Regions from separate parts of the Mus musculus genome. Here regions 1, 3, 4, 5 and 6 are each linked to region 2. A link is a contact called in public ChIA-PET, HiChIP or PLAC-seq and promoter capture Hi-C data. All regions are on one chromosome and are shown on one strand. The core of a region is the stretch at or near the end of the contact, and the rest is flanking DNA. Distances in the headings are between cores, read along the strand shown.

What was found. Promoter capture Hi-C pulls out the DNA fragments that hold promoters and counts their contacts. ChIA-PET counts read pairs in DNA pulled down with a chosen protein or histone mark. HiChIP or PLAC-seq counts read pairs in DNA pulled down with a chosen protein or histone mark. Capture Hi-C pulls out chosen DNA fragments and counts their contacts.
Region 1: a contact with region 2 is called in a promoter capture Hi-C map of stem cell-derived epiblast-like cells, with 3 times the contacts expected there. The contact joins the promoter of Tnfrsf13c here to the promoter of Zc3h7b in region 2. A contact is called at or near these places in 2 of 39 promoter capture datasets (fetal liver and stem cell-derived epiblast-like cells).
Region 3: a promoter capture Hi-C map of pancreatic islet shows a contact between it and region 2. The contact joins the promoter of Dnajb7 here to the promoter of Zc3h7b in region 2. A contact is called at or near these places in 19 of 39 promoter capture datasets (the 3T3-L1 cell line, the C10 cell line, the HPC-7 cell line and 13 more), 1 of 484 Hi-C or Micro-C datasets (LSK cells), 4 of 115 datasets of contacts at active chromatin or transcription factors (the 230-238 cell line, bone marrow-derived macrophages, embryonic stem cells and 1 more) and 3 of 9 other capture datasets (adipose tissue, liver and pancreatic islet).
Region 4: a contact with region 2 is called in a promoter capture Hi-C map of liver, with 2.6 times the contacts expected there. The contact joins the enhancer-like site here to the promoter of Zc3h7b in region 2. A contact is called at or near these places in 4 of 39 promoter capture datasets (embryonic stem cells, liver and stem cell-derived epiblast-like cells), 1 of 484 Hi-C or Micro-C datasets (differentiating embryonic stem cells), 1 of 115 datasets of contacts at active chromatin or transcription factors (bone marrow-derived macrophages) and 2 of 9 other capture datasets (adipose tissue and liver).
Region 5: an H3K4me3 HiChIP or PLAC-seq map of bone marrow-derived macrophages shows a contact between it and region 2, with 3 times the contacts expected there. The contact joins the enhancer-like site here to the promoter of Zc3h7b in region 2. A contact is called at or near these places in 16 of 39 promoter capture datasets (the 3T3-L1 cell line, 3T3-L1-derived adipocytes, the C10 cell line and 10 more), 1 of 15 datasets of contacts at CTCF or cohesin (large pre-B cells) and 5 of 115 datasets of contacts at active chromatin or transcription factors (the SCID.adh cell line, astrocytes, bone marrow-derived macrophages and 2 more).
Region 6: a contact with region 2 is called in an RNA polymerase II ChIA-PET map of effector CD8 T cells, with 7 read pairs. The contact joins the promoter of Desi1 here to the promoter of Zc3h7b in region 2. A contact is called at or near these places in 2 of 39 promoter capture datasets (cranial neural crest and erythroid cells), 1 of 484 Hi-C or Micro-C datasets (forebrain), 10 of 115 datasets of contacts at active chromatin or transcription factors (the SCID.adh cell line, bone marrow-derived macrophages, effector CD8 T cells and 4 more) and 2 of 9 other capture datasets (adipose tissue and liver).

The regions. Positions count from the first base shown.
Region 1 is chr15:82,223,099-82,225,798 of GRCm38.p6, reverse strand. Tnfrsf13c (tumor necrosis factor receptor superfamily, member 13c) reads left to right here and starts at 1,419. Exons shown (of 3, transcript NM_028075.3): 1 at 1,419-1,631; 2 at 1,877-2,080; 3 at 2,523-2,700. The coding sequence starts at 1,487.
Region 2 is chr15:81,743,659-81,746,358 of GRCm38.p6, reverse strand. It overlaps Zc3h7b (zinc finger CCCH type containing 7B), which reads right to left and starts at 1,261. Exons shown (of 23, transcript NM_001081016.2): 1 at 1,013-1,261.
Region 3 is chr15:81,406,870-81,409,569 of GRCm38.p6, reverse strand. It overlaps Dnajb7 (DnaJ heat shock protein family (Hsp40) member B7), which reads left to right and starts at 1,297. Exons shown (of 1, transcript NM_021317.2): 1 at 1,297-2,482. The coding sequence starts at 1,436. The coding sequence ends at 2,374. All of the region lies in intron 1 of Xpnpep3 (X-prolyl aminopeptidase 3, mitochondrial), which reads right to left.
Region 4 is chr15:81,484,246-81,486,945 of GRCm38.p6, reverse strand. No RefSeq gene overlaps it. Among named protein-coding and RNA genes, the nearest start is that of Rbx1, 19 kb to the right of the region's middle. Within about 2 kb of position 1,330, at least 16 of the 459 cell types and tissues checked have an H3K27ac peak or open chromatin away from gene starts, as enhancers often do. A contact at or near this core is called in liver, where this site is marked.
Region 5 is chr15:81,433,318-81,436,017 of GRCm38.p6, reverse strand. All of the region lies in intron 4 of Xpnpep3 (X-prolyl aminopeptidase 3, mitochondrial), which reads right to left. Among named protein-coding and RNA genes, the nearest start is that of Gm17025, 13 kb to the right of the region's middle. Within about 2 kb of position 1,332, at least 1 of the 459 cell types and tissues checked has an H3K27ac peak or open chromatin away from gene starts, as enhancers often do. A contact at or near this core is called in bone marrow-derived macrophages, where this site is marked.
Region 6 is chr15:82,014,925-82,017,624 of GRCm38.p6, reverse strand. It overlaps Desi1 (desumoylating isopeptidase 1), which reads left to right and starts at 1,405. Exons shown (of 6, transcript NM_134095.3): 1 at 1,405-1,747. The coding sequence starts at 1,660. Xrcc6 (X-ray repair complementing defective repair in Chinese hamster cells 6) reads right to left here and starts at 1,256. Exons shown (of 13, transcript NM_010247.2): 1 at 1,150-1,256; 2 at 427-515. The coding sequence starts at 502.

The DNA of each region.
Region 1 (2,700 bases), core at 170-2,669, 480 kb before region 2:
CATCCCCAGAACTGGACTAAAGCACCAGCCTCCTTGCCTCTCCATCCAGTCTCCATCTGACATCCCACTAAAGCACAAGGCAGAGAGAGACACACACTCAAAACACAAGAGGTCTCCTCACCACCAGGCCTCCACTCCAGCTGGACCCCATCCATCTATCCCTAGCAACGCCGCTCTCACCTTTCTCTCAGCACTCCTCAAGCAGTGGCCACGTTGGTTGGTTTCCAGTATGTGTGGCCTGGAGGGCATGTTTCCCTGCCCCTTGCAGCTGCTAAAGATATCTCTAAGCCCCTAGCCCTGAGGGCTCAGAGGTCTATATGGCCCACCTTGAGGCCCACCAGGGAACTCCAGGCCCCAGCTCCTAGCTGGCAGCTCCCTCTGGCATTTCCCAGGCCATGACCCCTGGGGAGGGGGCTGCACATATCCCAAGACCCCCAGAGAGCTTGTTTGTGTGACTGTGACTGGGGCTGGGTCTGAGAGACGCTGATGAGAGAGACAAGTGGGAGAGAACATGGAGGTTTGGGGGGGGGGGGGCAGAGCCTGATACAACAGGCACAGATGTGAACAAGCTTATGATCTAAGAAAGGACCTGCAGGGACAGGGAGGTCCCTTGCTAATCCTCAGGTCTTCCCAGGGCTCTGCTTGCTGAAAGCTAGTGTGGCTCTCCAGCACCCTGCGACCAGAGTCCAAGTTTTCTGCTGGTCCAGCCTGCCCCACAGGTCTGAGCACAACTTAGCCTCCCCATTTAAGGCACCGGGCTTTTGCTCACGTTCTACCCTACACTGGCCACTAGTCTTTACCTCTCTACCAACACCATGTCATTTTCTCAATCGAACCTTCCTGTTATGGTTGGTGCTGACTGGCACTGGTGGACCTCAGGCCAGACCCCGTGCCTACCCACTCCCGTGGAGTCCAGGATGACTGGCAATCTGTCCCCATTACTCTCAAAGGGGACTCTGCCCAGGAGGTAGGGCAGGGCAGAGGGCATGGATATGGAAGATTAGAGAGGGCAGTGAGATTAGGAAGTCTTTTATTTATCGGTGTCCCTCCAGCACCCCTGTGGGCATTCCCATGGGCCACTCAAGATGATCTGATGTCTCAACCCTGGGAAGGGCAGAGCAGGAAGCAGGAGGGACTTGGAGGCAGATGGTTAGTGGAAACAATTGGTCTTGGTGAGGCACAGCAGCAGGGGGCTGGAAAAGGTAGGCGGCTACAGGGTCCCTCTGCTGTCCAAGAGCAGGCTCCAGTGTGACCCCCAGCGCAGATGATGCTCAGCTGTCTGTCGTCTGCGGTGACAGTTGAGTGGTTTAATGCAGGAACCACAGGTGAAAGAGGTCTGGGGTTCCAGGCGAGGTCGCAGCTCCACCCCAGTGGTCCCACCCCAGCAGGCAAGGGCGGGGCGGAGGATGCTGCGTCGCGGTTTCATTCTAGACTACAGGGCACACAGCCCAGACTCGGAACTGTCCCAGCTGCATGAGGCGGCGACATGGGCGCCAGGAGACTCCGGGTCCGAAGCCAGAGGAGCCGGGACAGCTCGGTGCCCACCCAGTGCAATCAGACCGAGTGCTTCGACCCTCTGGTGAGAAACTGCGTGTCCTGTGAGCTCTTCCACACGCCGGACACTGGACATAGTAAGCAAAGGCATGGGGATAGGCGCGACCTGCCTGAGGTATCCAGCCTACCAGCGCCGCATGCTCCTCTGCTGACCCTGGAGCCAATGGTCTCCCACATCCCTCACTGTTAGTCTCTCCCTCCCCCCTCCCCATCTCTCTTTCCCTCCTCCTCCCCCTCCCCCTCCCCCGTCCCTCTCCGTCTCCCCCTCCCCCATCCCTTTATCCCCCTCATCCCCACATCCCCTTATCCGCTCTGCCAACAGCAAGCAGCCTGGAGCCTGGGACAGCTCTGCAGCCTCAGGAGGGCTCCGCGCTGAGACCCGACGTGGCGCTGCTCGTCGGTGCCCCCGCACTCCTGGGACTGATACTGGCGCTGACCCTGGTGGGTCTAGTGAGTCTGGTGAGCTGGAGGTGGCGTCAACAGCTCAGGACGGCCTCCCCAGACACTTCAGAAGGAGTCCAGCAAGGTGAGAACTGCCGGGGCTAGGGGAGGTTGGGGGGGGGGTTGGGGGGGTTGGGGGGGGGACGACACAGGACTGAGGGAGACCTGGAGTTGACTCTGATGCTGTCATAAAGCAGGGAGGACAGTACAGCCCAAGCCTTAATCCAAGCAAGAAGACCCAGAGGCCAAAAAGAGATGTTTGGGACGGAGGTGTCTGCCCTGACATTTGGGAGCCCAAGGGCCTGATGCTAGGTTATGCCCTGTGGGCTGACCAGACACCCCTCTCCCTCACCTCATCTTATCAAGTCTCTGAACTCAGCACTTCCTGTGTTGAAGACCTGTCACGTGCTGTTCCCCGTCCTCCTCCTAGGGCCGTCCCAGAGGAGGCTTCTAGAACGGGCGTGGGGGGGGGGGGCTGTGATTCCGTCCTTCCTGCCTTATCTTACCTGCTCCCTCTCCCACCCCAGAGTCCCTGGAAAATGTCTTTGTACCCTCCTCAGAAACCCCTCATGCCTCAGCTCCTACCTGGCCTCCGCTCAAAGAAGATGCAGACAGCGCCCTGCCACGCCACAGCGTCCCGGTGCCCGCCACAGAACTGGGCTCCACCGAGCTGGTGACCACCAAGACAGCTGGCCCAGAGCAATA
Region 2 (2,700 bases), core at 12-2,511:
CTATTCTGTCAAGAATGAACTCTTTCTACACGTTCCCACTCCTGCGGTGTGGGGGGGAGGGAGGCTTTGTCTCTGCGAAGGACCCTCAACCCAGGAACTTTACAAACACCTGAACCTGAGGGTTTCTAAGATAGAAAGAAAAAGAGTTATGGATCGCAGAAGGGACCTTGTGTCCGCTGAGGGCAGTGGCGGCGGGGTCGACTCTGCTTCCCCAGGGCCCCCAGCCCTGCCAGGGCGCCCCTCAATCGCCACAATCCCAGTCCCCAGCAGTCCCCGTGAATCCCCTGCCTGGTTACTGCCCACCCAGGAGGCCTCTGAGCCCAGTGACGGATGCCACGACCGGAAATGCCCTCCTGCTCAGCAGACCCAGACCGCGCCCCCCTTTCCTGCCGCCCCCTCCCCCAGGGCTGGGCCCGCAGGCCCCGGATCCCCGGACTCGCGTGGCCGCGGTAACCGACTGGGGCGACCCATCAGCCGGCCATTGTCCCCGGCCCTCGCCGCGGCCCCTCTACCTCTAGGCACTGCGGATTCAAAGCGAATACAAAAGGAAAGGGGGACCCTAACTGCCAGCCTCGGACCACCTCCTTGCAGTGGGATCCGCAAAACATCCGCGCGCACACCCAAACCTCCAGACGCAAGGGAGATTGCCCCACACCACGGAAGAAAAATCCCAAGGCATCCCCTGGGGGCTGCAGTGCAGCCCCAATCTCCCAGGCGGCAGGTGCCCGGCCACACAATAACTTTGAAACTTTGGGGCAGGGGTACGGGAATCTGCAGACAGATTCCTCCCCCCAGAAAAACCCAGTTCGTGGTAATGGAGGTGCTATTGCTTTATTCTTGCAAAGCCGCCTTTCCAGGTGGCCTGGCCGGGGCTTCCCGCGCCTCCTCCGCGCGCGGCCCTGCCCGGCCCTGCCCGGGCGCCCCAGCCTCGCGCGCCCCAACCTTGCGCGCCGCCGGGGACGCGGTGGCCCGGCCTCTGCCCCGCGGGGCTCCGCCGCGCCAAAGCACTCACCTCGGCCGGGCTGCGCTCCCCGCGGGCCTGCGCCGAGCCCGATAAATGGTATGCTATGACTAGAGGTATGATTACGTTATTATTATTAGTAATAATAAGAGTAAATGCTATTTAATTACGGGCGGCCGCATCCTGCTCCCGGCGCCGCCGCCCGGGCAGCTCGGTCCATGTGGCTCCGGAGCGCTTTACTTTCATTTCCAGCCCCCTCGGCCGGCCGCTCGCGGCAGCACCCGCTGGAGGCTCCGTCTCCCTGCAGCTCTCCCTCCTCGGGTCCTAGAGAGCGCAGCTCCTCCTCGCTTTAGTCGCGCCCGGGGTGGGCGGCGCGGGCTGCGCACCTGGGGGGGAGGGGGGAGTCGGCAAGCCCCCCTTCCCAGTGGAGGGATGCCTGGAATTCACCTTGATTTTCTTTTAAAACTGCTCTTCCTTTTCTGGGATTTCCTTCTAGCAGTTCTGCATTTCTGGGCGGATGCTGGACCGACCTCTGTTTTGTTTTTCCACCCCTCAAACCGAGCGTAAAGCTACACTTGGCTTTCCAGGTGTTTTGATGAAGGAAGGCATCTCCAAGCATCTGGTCATGTTGTGCCCTTTCTTTGATAAGGACCTCGGTCAGGATCTCCTTTTTGGCTAGGGTTTCATGTATAGAAAGTTAAAAGCGGGTTGGGGGCGGGGGGGCGCAGGGGGAAATCAGTGACACTTGTTTAAGAAAGCCTGGCTGATTTTATTCAAGGTAGGGCTATCATGATGGGTTTAGGGACCATTGCAGTGGGGTTTTGCAGTGGTGCTGAGACACTGGGCTCAGCCCTGAATTCAGCATGAACCGGGAATTTATAGAGCAAGGAGCAAGGCAGGGTCAGCAGACAGAAAACTTGAGGTATAATGTGATTGCTGTTAGCTCCACCCAACAGGGTTCTTAAGTGTTTTTAAAGTCGGGTTTTTATTTTGTGTGTACCAGTGTTTTGGCTGTAGATATGCATGGGCATCATGTGTGTCCCTAGTGCCTTGCAAAGGTTAGAAGAGGGGATAGGAGTTCCTGAAACTAGAGTCACAGATGGTTGTGAGCACTGTGTGGGTGCTGGGAATGTAACATGGGTCCTCTGGAAGAGCAGCAGGTGCTCTTAATGGCTGAGCCATCTCTTCAAGATAGGTTAGGTACTGGAACATCACCTTGGGGTATAGTGGAAGAGGAGGATCCTGAGCGTATATTGGTGGTGTTCCCAGATGGAAGGTAGGGGAGTCTAGTTAAGCCATGCTTGCTAAAAATTGGACAATTGGGCCAGGCTTGGTGAAGCACACCTTCAACACCAGCACTTGGAAGGCAGAGGCAGGCCTGGTCTACCTAGCCAGAGCAGTCAGCTACATAGAGAGACACTATCTCAAAGAAAATAATGATAATAAATTTAATTAATTAACTTATTTATTTATTTATTTATTTATTTTCTGAGACAGGGTTTCTCTATGCAGCCCTGGGTGTCCTGGAACTCACTCTGTAGACCAGGCTGGCTTAGAACTCAGAAATCCGCCTGCCTCTGCCTCCCAAGTGCTGGGATTAAAGGCGTGTGCCACCACTGCCTAGCAAAATTAAAATAAAATTAAATAATCCAGAGATAAATAAACAAACCCAAAAGTTCAGACTTATTTGGAAAGTTCAAAAGAGCCTAAGTAGAATTTTATCATAGAAAGCCACTTTG
Region 3 (2,700 bases), core at 48-2,547, 340 kb after region 2:
CTTCCTCTGTAGTCTAGGCTGGCCTGGAACCCTCCATAATGCTCCTATCTTGGCCTTCCATGTTGGGATTACAGGCATGAACTACCTTTTATTCCATTACAATTGAAGTATCATTTCTAATGGCTGCCAGCAGAAAGCTTGAATAGTAGGCTACTGACTTGAGGAAGTCTATTTTTTTTAAAGGTTTATTTATTTATTATATGTGTACACACTGTAGCTGTCTTCAGACACTCCAGAAGAGGGCATCAGATTTTTGTTACAGATGGTTGTGAGCCACCATGTGGTTGCTGGGATTTGAACTCAGGACCTTTGGAAGAGCAGTCAGTGCTCTTAACCGCTGAGCCATCTCATCAGCACCTCAAGGAAGTCCTTAGACCATAGCCCATGGTGCCTCTTATACAACAGTCTATCCATCTGGTGGATCTTCCATCATTGTTCTTACTATGAAAAATAAGGATATCTTCTTTCTTTCTTTTCTTTTTTAAAGATTTATTTATTTGTTTGTTTATTTTCTATGAATACACTGTAGCTGTCTTCAGACAAATCTAGAAGAGGGCATTGGATCCCATTACAGATGGTTGTGAGCCATGATGTGGTTGCTGGGAATTGAACTCAGGACCTCTAGAAGAGCAGTCAGTGCTTTTAACCACTGAGCCATCTCTCCAGCCCCCCACCCCATTTAAAAAAGGGTTTATTTATTTATTATATACAGCATTCTGCCTGCAAAATATGGCAGCAGGTCAGAAGAGGGCATCCGATCTCATTATTGATGGTTATGAGGTGGCTGGGAATTGAACTCAGGACTTCTAGAAGACCAGCCAGCGCTCTTAAGCTCTGAGCCATCCTTCCAGCCCCCCAGCAAAGCTTCCTAAGTTTCAATTTTTCTAAATAAAAACATAGAAGCCAGGTAATAGTGGTGCACACCTTTAATTCTAGCACCCAGGAGGCAGAGGCTGGCAGATCTCTGAGTTTGAGGGCATCCTGGTTTACAAAGCAAGTTCCAGGACAGCTGGGGCTTCATAGTGAAAAAACCCAAGCCAACCAACCAACCAGCCAAACAAAACCATAGAACTATGCAGTAACTAAGGCTCAGTAATCTGGAGGTCAGATTAGATAAAAAAAACTGTTGTGGCCATTAGCTATAGATCGCACAGAATGACTTGGGAGAAGTTGCATTTAGAAGATCCAATCCCTAGCTCTAGCCCAGTATGACACCATAATGCAGCTCTGACATATGCTTGTTCCTCTGCTTGCCACACAATCTGAACCCTCAAGTCTTTTAGCAGTGGCTCACCCACAGTACTAACATTACCTTCAATGTAAAAATATGCCTATTTGCAGTCACTTCTGCCACTGCCACCAGCAACAGAGCCTGAGTTGCAACGAAAACACAGTGCTCACGATCAAGGGTGTTTGTTTTTAAAACTGTCAAGCTATGGTGGACTATTATGAAGTTCTAGGAGTGCAGAGATATGCGTCACCAGAAGACATTAAAAGAGCTTATCGTAAAGTAGCACTTAAATGGCATCCTGATAAAAATCCAGAAAATAAAGAGGAAGCGGAGCGAAAATTCAAAGAAGTCGCCGAGGCATATGAAGTGTTATCAAATGTTGAGAAACGGGACATTTATGACAAATACGGCAAGGAAGGATTAGACGGCAGAGGTGCAAGCCATCTCGACGATGAGCGTGAGTACCGCTTCACATTCCGGAAGGCAGACGATGTCTTTAAGGAAATTTTTGGTGAAAGGGATCCGTTTTCATTCCACCTCTTTGAGGACTCCCTCGAGGGCCTTTTAAACAGTTCAAGAAGCCCCAGTGGAAGCAGAGGCAGAGGCGCAGGGTCCCACGTCTCCCGCGCCTATGACCACCCAGCGCTTTCCGGGCTCTCCTCTTACGACACAGGGTATTCATCTTATGTTTCATTGGGGCATGAGGGCCTTACGTCATTCTCTTCCCTGGCACTTGATGATTCTGGAATGGGCAACTATATACCCATTACACCTTCAGGCAAAGTTATTAATGGAAGAAATATTAATACAAAGAAAGCTTTTGAGAACCGTCAAGAAAGAGAAGCTGAAGATGACAGTGAGTTGATATCCTTTCTTGTAAATAGTGTGGCAAATGAAGAGCATTTTACAGACAAATGTAACTGGAGAAGACAGTCGTTCAACAATTACTCACCAAATTCCTACAGCTCCTCAAATACAACTCAATATACTCTGGTGGACAACAATGAACAAGGAACATCTTGGGTCACCAACAAGAAGGAACCTTCCATTTTCTCAGCAGGATTTAAAGAAGGTGGTAGGAGGAAAAAGAAGAAGCACAAAGAGGGGCAGAAGAAGAAGAAGTCCAACAAAAGGAATCACTAATTGACTGTCTAGACTCATTATGATCATACAACATTTGAACACCACTTTCCTGTGTTTTGGTTAATGACAGAGTTTTTAGATGATATTTGTTTAATACTATGTAAGAGTAGGTGGGGTTTTTTGTTTCTTTGTCTTGCTTTTGAAATATGGTTTCAACTTTGTAGCCCTAGCTGGGGTGGGTCTTGCTAAGGAGACAAGGCTTTCCCTTAAACTCACAAAGATCTGCTTATCTCTGCCTCTCTGTTGCTGGGATTGAAGGTGTACACTACCATGACTGGCTTTTTTATTTTTTTAAAACACTTTTAACAATATTGTGGATATTTGGT
Region 4 (2,700 bases), core at 81-2,580, 260 kb after region 2:
ACATACTAGGAGGGCGAGAGACTAGGGCAGATTAAAGGATGATCAGAGTCTACAGGGCTAGGCAAGTAAATGGTGAGTGTAATCTGTAAAATGGAGGCTTGGGGCAGCGTGGAGTGGGATGGGCTTCGGTCCCCTTGGGGCTCTAGGAACACTTTTTTTCATGGACAGCCACTCCATAGCCCCATGCTTAGAATATTTCACCTGCAGTACCCCCAAGCCCACAGGGCTCTAACCATACATGGAGGACATCTGCAGATAGGTGTTGAAACTCCACTCTGCCAGTCTCCAAATGCATTGCTCCATCATCCCCCTGTCACTTAGGACAAACACTAAGAAGTCACCCTTGGCTTTTTCTCCCCTGCTACAGCTGAGTTCTTGGAGGCAGAGGCTCTGGTGCACGCAAGATTCAGCCTCAGTCAGGTGTGGTGGTGCCCACCTTTATTTAACCCCAGCAGTTGGGAGGCAGAGGCAGTGGCAGCTGGATCTGTGTAAGTTCAAGGTCAACCTGGTCTATGAAGCAAGTCCAGGACAGCCTCACCTGTAACCCACGCCCATGGTGCAGCCATTGCAGCTGGAAGCGTAATGGACATCAATACGGCTCTCTAAGAGGTGACAAAGACTGTCCACAACAGCCTAGCACTTGGCAAAGATAACAAAGCCACAGATAAGCACCAAGCTCATCTTTGGGTGCTTGCATCCAATTGTGATGAGCCTGTGTATGTCAAGTTCACTGGGGACGGGGGGACGGGGGTGGGGGGGTGGGGTGGGGGAGGGACACAGACACTGTGCTAAGCACCAAATCAACCTAATGCAGGGCAGTGACAGGAAGAAACCAGGGTAGCAAGCAGGCCTCTGTGCCAGCGGCAGAGGAGGGAGCCATGGCAAGCAGGAGGCTGCAGCTGTGTAGAGTTAGGGACTATGGCAGAGACTCTCGGGCTGAGGGTGTCATCGGAGAGTACTTTAAGTTCAAGAAAAGAAACACTTGGCTTAGCTGGGCGTGGTGGCGCATGCCTTTAATCCCAGCACTCGGGAGGCAGAGGCAGGCGGATTTCTGAGTTCGAGGCCAGACTGGTCTACAGAATGAGTTCCAGGACAGCCAGGGCTACACAGAGAAACCCTGTCTCGAAAAACCAATAAAAAAAAAAAAAAAGAAGAAGAAACACTTGGCTCATTTAAAACGTCACCTCTTTTTTTCTTTACCATTTTGAACCAACCCAATGCTATGTGCCAAGTGTATTGTGCAATCGCTGCCTGCCCAGAGCCCAGCACAGCTCACAGGTTTCACTGTAGCCCTTGTCTATGTCACTTCTATCCCCAACATCTGACCTGGGTCCAAAAGGCCATGCCCGCTTTCAAAGCTCTGTTCTAATGTCATCTTCTCCAGGAACAGGCCTGTTCTGAAGGTCCTGCCTGACCCAGCCCTGCTCCCCCTGCCTCCCCCCTACTCCCCCTACTCCCCCTGTTTTCCTCTGCTCCCCCCTGCTCCCCTCTGCTCCCCCATGCTCTCCCTCTGGCTCCCCCTGCTCCCCTCTGCTCCCCTCTGCTCCCCACTACTCTTCCGGAACTGGTTTCGTGGTGGACTAGGCCAAGCACCACCTTCACCACACAGATTGAGTCCCACCCTTTTAACTGCTCCCAGCTCCTATGAGGGAGCTTCACAAATGGTTGTTGAATAAACAGATCTGCTTCCGGCTTGTTTTATTTATGTTTTCTCCCCTTATGGGTCTCAAGAGTTCATTCTGAAAGTCAAAAGCTGAATTTATGTGTTCCTGCTCTGGTAATTCCAAGTCTCCCTGCGGCAGTTTATCTTCTGTGTTCAGGTGTGGCGCTGGGAGTAGAGAGGCGTGCCAGTGAACCTGTGCATGCTCCTAGTGAGGCAGGCAGCGTGTTTCTCTGCGCTGTGCTGGATATGTGCCTGCCTGTCTGCCTGCCTGCCCACCTTGCTTCCTTCCTTCCTTTTCTCTTTTTTTGACTTTTTGAGACAGAGATTCTCTGTGTAGCCCTGGATGTCCTGGAACTCACTCTGTAGACCAGGCTGGCCTTGAACTCAGAGAACTGCCTACCTCTGCCTCCTGAGTGCTGAGGTTAATTTTTTTTTTCAAGACAGAATCTCTCAATTATGTAGCTCAGGATATCCTGGAACTCACTATGTAGACCAGGCTGGCCTATAATTCATAGAGAACTGCCTCAACCTCTGGGTTCTAGGGTTAAAAGCCTGAGCTAACATGCCTGGCTGACATTGTTTTCTTAAAGCATTTTTCTGCTTTTCAGCTGTTACTGAAGGAAAATAAATAAATAAATAAATAAATAAAAGGTGGCGGAATGAGCTGGGTGTGGTGGCGCATGGGCAGTGGTGGCACACACCTTTAATCCCAGCACTTGGGAGGCAGAGGCAGGCGAATTTCTGAGTTTGAGGCCAGCCTGGTCTACAGAGTGAGTTCTAGGACAGCCAGGGCTACACAGAGAAACCCTGTCTCGAAAAAACCAAAACCAAAAACCAAAACCAAACCAAAACCAAAATGGTAGGGGAATGTAGCTCAGTTGGTAGAGTGCTTGTCTATCACAGATGAAGCCCAGCACATGGTACCCACATGGGATCCCAGCGTTTGAAAGCACGAGGCTCAGGAGTTCAAAGTCAGCCTGGACTACAAAGTAACTTAAAGTCAGCCTGAGCTACAGGAGACCCTGTCTCAAACAAGA
Region 5 (2,700 bases), core at 83-2,582, 310 kb after region 2:
TGCCTTTGCCCCCCAACTGCAGGATGTAAAGGCTTGTATCAACATGCTCTGCAATGAGAGAGATCCTTTGCTTTAACCAGTAATGGCCTGATCAGGCTAAAAGTGTGTTCACCCTATTCACAAAGAAGTGCTGTATTTATCAAAATTAATTAAGAGAGTATTCTACCATATATACCCACAGATAAAACCAAGAATGGTGGTGCATACATTTTAAGACCAGCATTTGGAAGTCTGAGTAGGATTTTGAGTTCAGGGCTAGCCTGTTCTATACCGTGAAACTCTACCTCAAAAAAAAAAAAAAAAAAATCAAGCATGAAAACAAATGAGCAAACCCTCTAATGCCTTGAAATGAAATAATCTTGCCCCTTCTTGGTCAAACCAATGCGTACTGAAGATGCAGGAATGCATGGATGCTTGCCTATTTGATATTATAGGACAACAGCATGTCTCTCACGTAGGGATGACTGAAAAGGCACCTCTGGTAGATTACATGAGTAGGCTGTAGGACCTCAGAAAGATGTAAAAAAAGATTAAGATCTTCTCTATCAGCAGGCATGGTAGTACTTATCTGTAATCCCAACACTTGGAAAGCTTCAAGTTAGCACACTCTATTTACTGAGACCCTTTCACAAACTTAAGTTCAATAATTTACAGAAGATACAAAACCAACAAAGAGACATGCAAAAATTTAGGTAGATCCTTCCCATATACAAAAATATACTTAAAATGGAACACTAACTTAAACATATTATTTAAAAGTACAAAATCCAGGGCTGGCGAGATGGCTCAGTGGTTAAGAGCACTGACTGCTCTTCCAGAGGTCCTGAGTTCAATTCCCAGCAACCACATGGTGGCTCACAACCATGAGTAATGAGATTTGATGCCCTCTTCTGGAATGTCTGAAGATAGCTACAGTGTACTCACATATAATAAATAAAAAGTACAAAATCTTAGCAAGTGTTTATTAAGTGACTTGACCAATGATTTTTCTTCCTGATATGACATCAAAAGTGCATGTAGCAACAACAAAGATAAATCAATCTCATAAAAATTAGAAAAAGGGCTGGGCGTGGTGGCGCATGCCTTTAATTCCAGCACTTGGGAGGCAGAGGCAGGTGGATTTCTGAGTTCGAGGCCAGTCTGGTCTACAAAGTGAGGTCCAGGACAGCCAGGGCTATACAGAGAAACCCTGTCTCGAAAAACAAAAAAAACCCAACAAAACAAAACAAAACAAAACAAAACAAAACAAAAAAAAAGAGTCTCAGTGTGGGAGGAAAGGGGAAGTTGCCCATTGGGTACAGAGTTTTTACTTGAGATGATAAATCTGGGTGATGATCTCAAACCACTGAACTATACACTTAAAATACTTAAGTATCTGCATATCACACACACACACACACACACACACACACACACAACATACACACACCCCTCAAACATATGCACACATGCAAACCGGAAACAATAAGGACAATAATTATAGTTCTAAACCAATTCAGCTTTTATACAGTTAATTAACAATGATACAAAAGGTCTGGAGAGATGGCTCAGTGGTTAAGAGCACCGACTGCTCTTCCGAAGGTCCTGAGTTCAAATCCCAGCAACCACATGGTGGCTCACAACCACCCATAATAAGATCTGACACCCTCTTCTGGTGCATCTGAAGACAGCTACAGTGTACTTATGTATAATAATAATTAAAAAATATTAATAATCCTATAAAAAACAATGATACAAAACTTGATGTTCATAGGAAGGTATAGGACACCTGTCATTTGTCTCTCATCAAACTCTTCAGGTTACAAAAATCCCAAGGCCGATACACTCAATATTATCTGAACTTAAAGGAATTTACAAAGAGAAAGACTTAATTAGTATTTATCATCAGATGCTAAAACACTGGCTCTGAACATTAATGTAGAAATGGAAGAAGAAAACTTCAAAGTCTAGGACTTCTTGACTCAAACACTGGCAAAGAAGTCAAGACCTCTTACAAAACGCATGTGTACAAAAGGCCTGGTGGTAGAGAGCGAGCTCTTTAGGTCTAGAATGCACAGGAACACAATACTATCTAGGCTGTCTCTTAGGAATGACAAAACTCAGTCAGAATGTGGACATACTGCTGTGAAAGGAATATAAATTAAAGTTAGGTTAAAGATTGAAACGAGGGCTGGTGAGATGGCTCAGCGGTTAAGAGTGCCGACTGCTCTTCCAAAGGTCCTGAGTTCAAATCCCAGCAACCACATGGTGGCTCATAACCATCCGTAATGAAATCTGATGCCCTCTTCTGGAATGTCTGAAGAGAGCTACAGTGTAATTATATATAATAAATAAATAAATATTTAAAAAAAAGATTGAAACGAATAGTGGTATATTTTTTTCATAATATGTGGGTGATATTTCATATAACATATGAAATCCATTCCTCTATTTAAAAAAAAAATGCAAAACTTACAGACTCTCCCTTCTTCCAGTACTCACTGGGACTAACTAAGCCAACCAGTAAATATGAAACAACTTAATACTCACACAGCAGTCAGAACTCACTGCCTATACCAATGTGGAAGGCTTACAATTCAGGAGACTAAGAGTACAATATACGAGGCCCCAAAACAAAATATCCAAGAGCCTCTGCAGTACCTGGTAAAGTGCAGAGTATCTAACAGAGAGAACAAGTTGATGGTGACTGGCATTCTGTAG
Region 6 (2,700 bases), core at 156-2,655, 270 kb before region 2:
CACAGAATGCACATGGAGGCTCACAACCACCTATAACTTTAGTAGCAGGAGATCCGACTCCCTCTTCTGGCTCCCTTTTGCACCAGACATGTACAGAGGTGTACACACATACATAAAATAAAAATAAGTAGATTTTTTTAAACAATCAAAAATATGTAAAAAATAAAGTGACAAATATTACCATGGACAGAGTCATTTATTGAAGATTAATAAATTCTCTATCGTGGTTAGTAAAAAAAAAAAAAGGAAAATAGGGTTAGGAATGTTCATAGAGTGAAATAGGATCTAAATAATAACTGTAAAACTCAAAGGGAGAAAAAATATTTTAGATTATCTGAGGAGAAAAGGGAGGGATATCAGACAACATAAAGTGCTCCCAGCAAAAAAAAAAGTACACAGCGAAAATCTTCCACACAGGCCACTTACCACCTGTGTCGGGGCTCTCCTCCTCCTCTTCCTCTTCCTCGCCCTCAGTTTTGTAGTAGGACTCCCACTCTGACATGTTGGTTTGCTCACTAGGTGAGAGAAGTTATGAATTTAAATGAAAAAAAAAAAAAAAAAAAAAACCAAGGCAGGTAGCTCTGTGGTAATGCGCTTTCCTACAGTGTACCCGGACCTATGCCACACACACCAGAAAAAAAAAGAGAGACAGACAGACAGACTTCTGGGTTCTCTTTAGATCTGTTCTAAATGCTCGGGTCACTAATAAAGAATGTGAATGATGGCTCCTGCTTCCTCCAAAGCTCTCCATATCATTGGAGAGGCAAGAGAAATGTGCATGGGGTCATTGCTGCAACAACCTCCCCTTGGCTATCCCTTAAGGATGCTGCAGGACCAAAATGGCTAGGGGTGAGGGCGAGGTATAACATAGCGGCTCAGCACTGAAGGTCCTATCTCGAGCTCCAACTGGACTGGGACGGTACTTGGTGCTCTGGCTGAAACATTCGTCTTCATTTCTCCCCCAACCTTCAGCTAGAGATTGGCTCAACCACCAGTCCTGTTCCGCCTTCTGGGGAGAAAGGAGCATGACCCAGGTCCTGCAGGTCGACAGCGCTGCTCCGTGGTGAGGCCAGGGGTCGCGCGACACTAAGCGTGCAAGCAAGCCACCAAGGCAGGCCTCATCCAACACATGTGGTGCGGCGAACCTACCTTAACCGCAGGCGGGCAAGCCACTGGGACAGCAGAAGGTGGGCACCACGTCCACGCGGGCTCCTTGTCTCTCGCCCAATCAGCGACGTTGCGTCATCACGCACAACACGCCCTTCGACCCTTCAAGCGGGCACGCCCACTCGCATTTCCCGCTTCCACCCCCTGTTCCCTAAACTGGAACGCTTGCGGCCAGAGAAAGCCCCGCCCCTCGCTTGAAGCTCCGCCCCCGAAACCCGTCAGCACCGAACGCACATGCGTGAAAGTGCGTCCCCGCCCCTGCCCCCTGTTCCGTGCGGAGTCTCTGGGATCTCTCTCTCTGTCACCTCACAGTAGTCGTTGCCGGTCGCGGGTGTCCGGGCGCGAGCAGCGCAGGGCCGCCTCTCCCCCGCCCTCAGGCCGGGCCCCGGCTCGGTCCCCCGCTCCCTCTTCTCCCCACCCCGGTCGGGTACCGGAAGGTCCAAGCCGCTGCCGGGTGCCCGAGGGCCATCGTGGCCGCCGCCACGGGTCCTGATGGAGCCGCCAAATCTCTATCCGGTGAAGCTCTACGTGTACGACCTGTCCAAGGGCCTGGCCCGCCGGCTCAGCCCCATCATGCTGGGTGAGGGGACCGGGGTCAGTGGGAAGAAGGCAGGTGGCCGCTGGAAGCGATCCACCGAGGGGGGTGGGGGAAGACGGGCCCATGGGTGGTAGGAAAGATCCACTAGGGCAAGGACAGTGAGGTGGGATTCCCTGAACCCCTGTCCAGCTTCATGATCTAAGCCAAGGAGACACACGCTCCGGCTGAGAGCAAGCTCCTCTTCAGCTAGAGACTGGGGCTAGCCGACTGATCTTGGTGGATTCCCCAAGAAGCCAGGGAACCCTGCTTCTTTAGCTCAAAGTAGAGAAAGTGAGGATACCTCCAGCTCGTGTCCCTGGTGGTGGAAGCAACACTGCAGACGAGATCCTCTGGTGTCCCTCGGAGCGACTGCCCTCCGCGCCAAAAGGAAATTCCCTCTGCAGTCCTTGGAGTGGATGGGAAGAGAGCGCTAGAGCGGTGGAAGGCTTGAGCCCTTGCCGGCTCCAGGTTAGGTCAAGTCAGGTCACCCTGAGCCAGATCTTGGAACTAATTACGTTCTGTCCGACGATGCAATTTTCGCTCAACAGTTAATTGCTTTTGACCAGATGGTAAGAAAGCAGTTCTGGGGGAGGACCGGATGCTGTATCGGTGAGGATATCGGTTGTGCTCAGTTCAAATGGTTTCATGCTGAGAGAGAAAAAGAGCCCTTCAGTGTAGGTCCAACTTCACTTCAAGTCAAATACCAAAATGTCTGTCATATAGGATTTGTCAGGCTTGTCATTTCAGGTAATGGTGGACAGGAATGGATTTCAGGGATTGAAACTGACATAGTTTTGCATCATTCAATAAATAGCTATAGTGTTTCCTGGAGACATTGGAGGAAGGCCTATTTCTTAAGGAACACAAGGGGCAGGGATCAAGGAAGCAAGGCAAGTTTTGAGGACATCCATTTGTGATGTGTCACTGAGTTGAACTTACTAATCCTTTAACCCTGG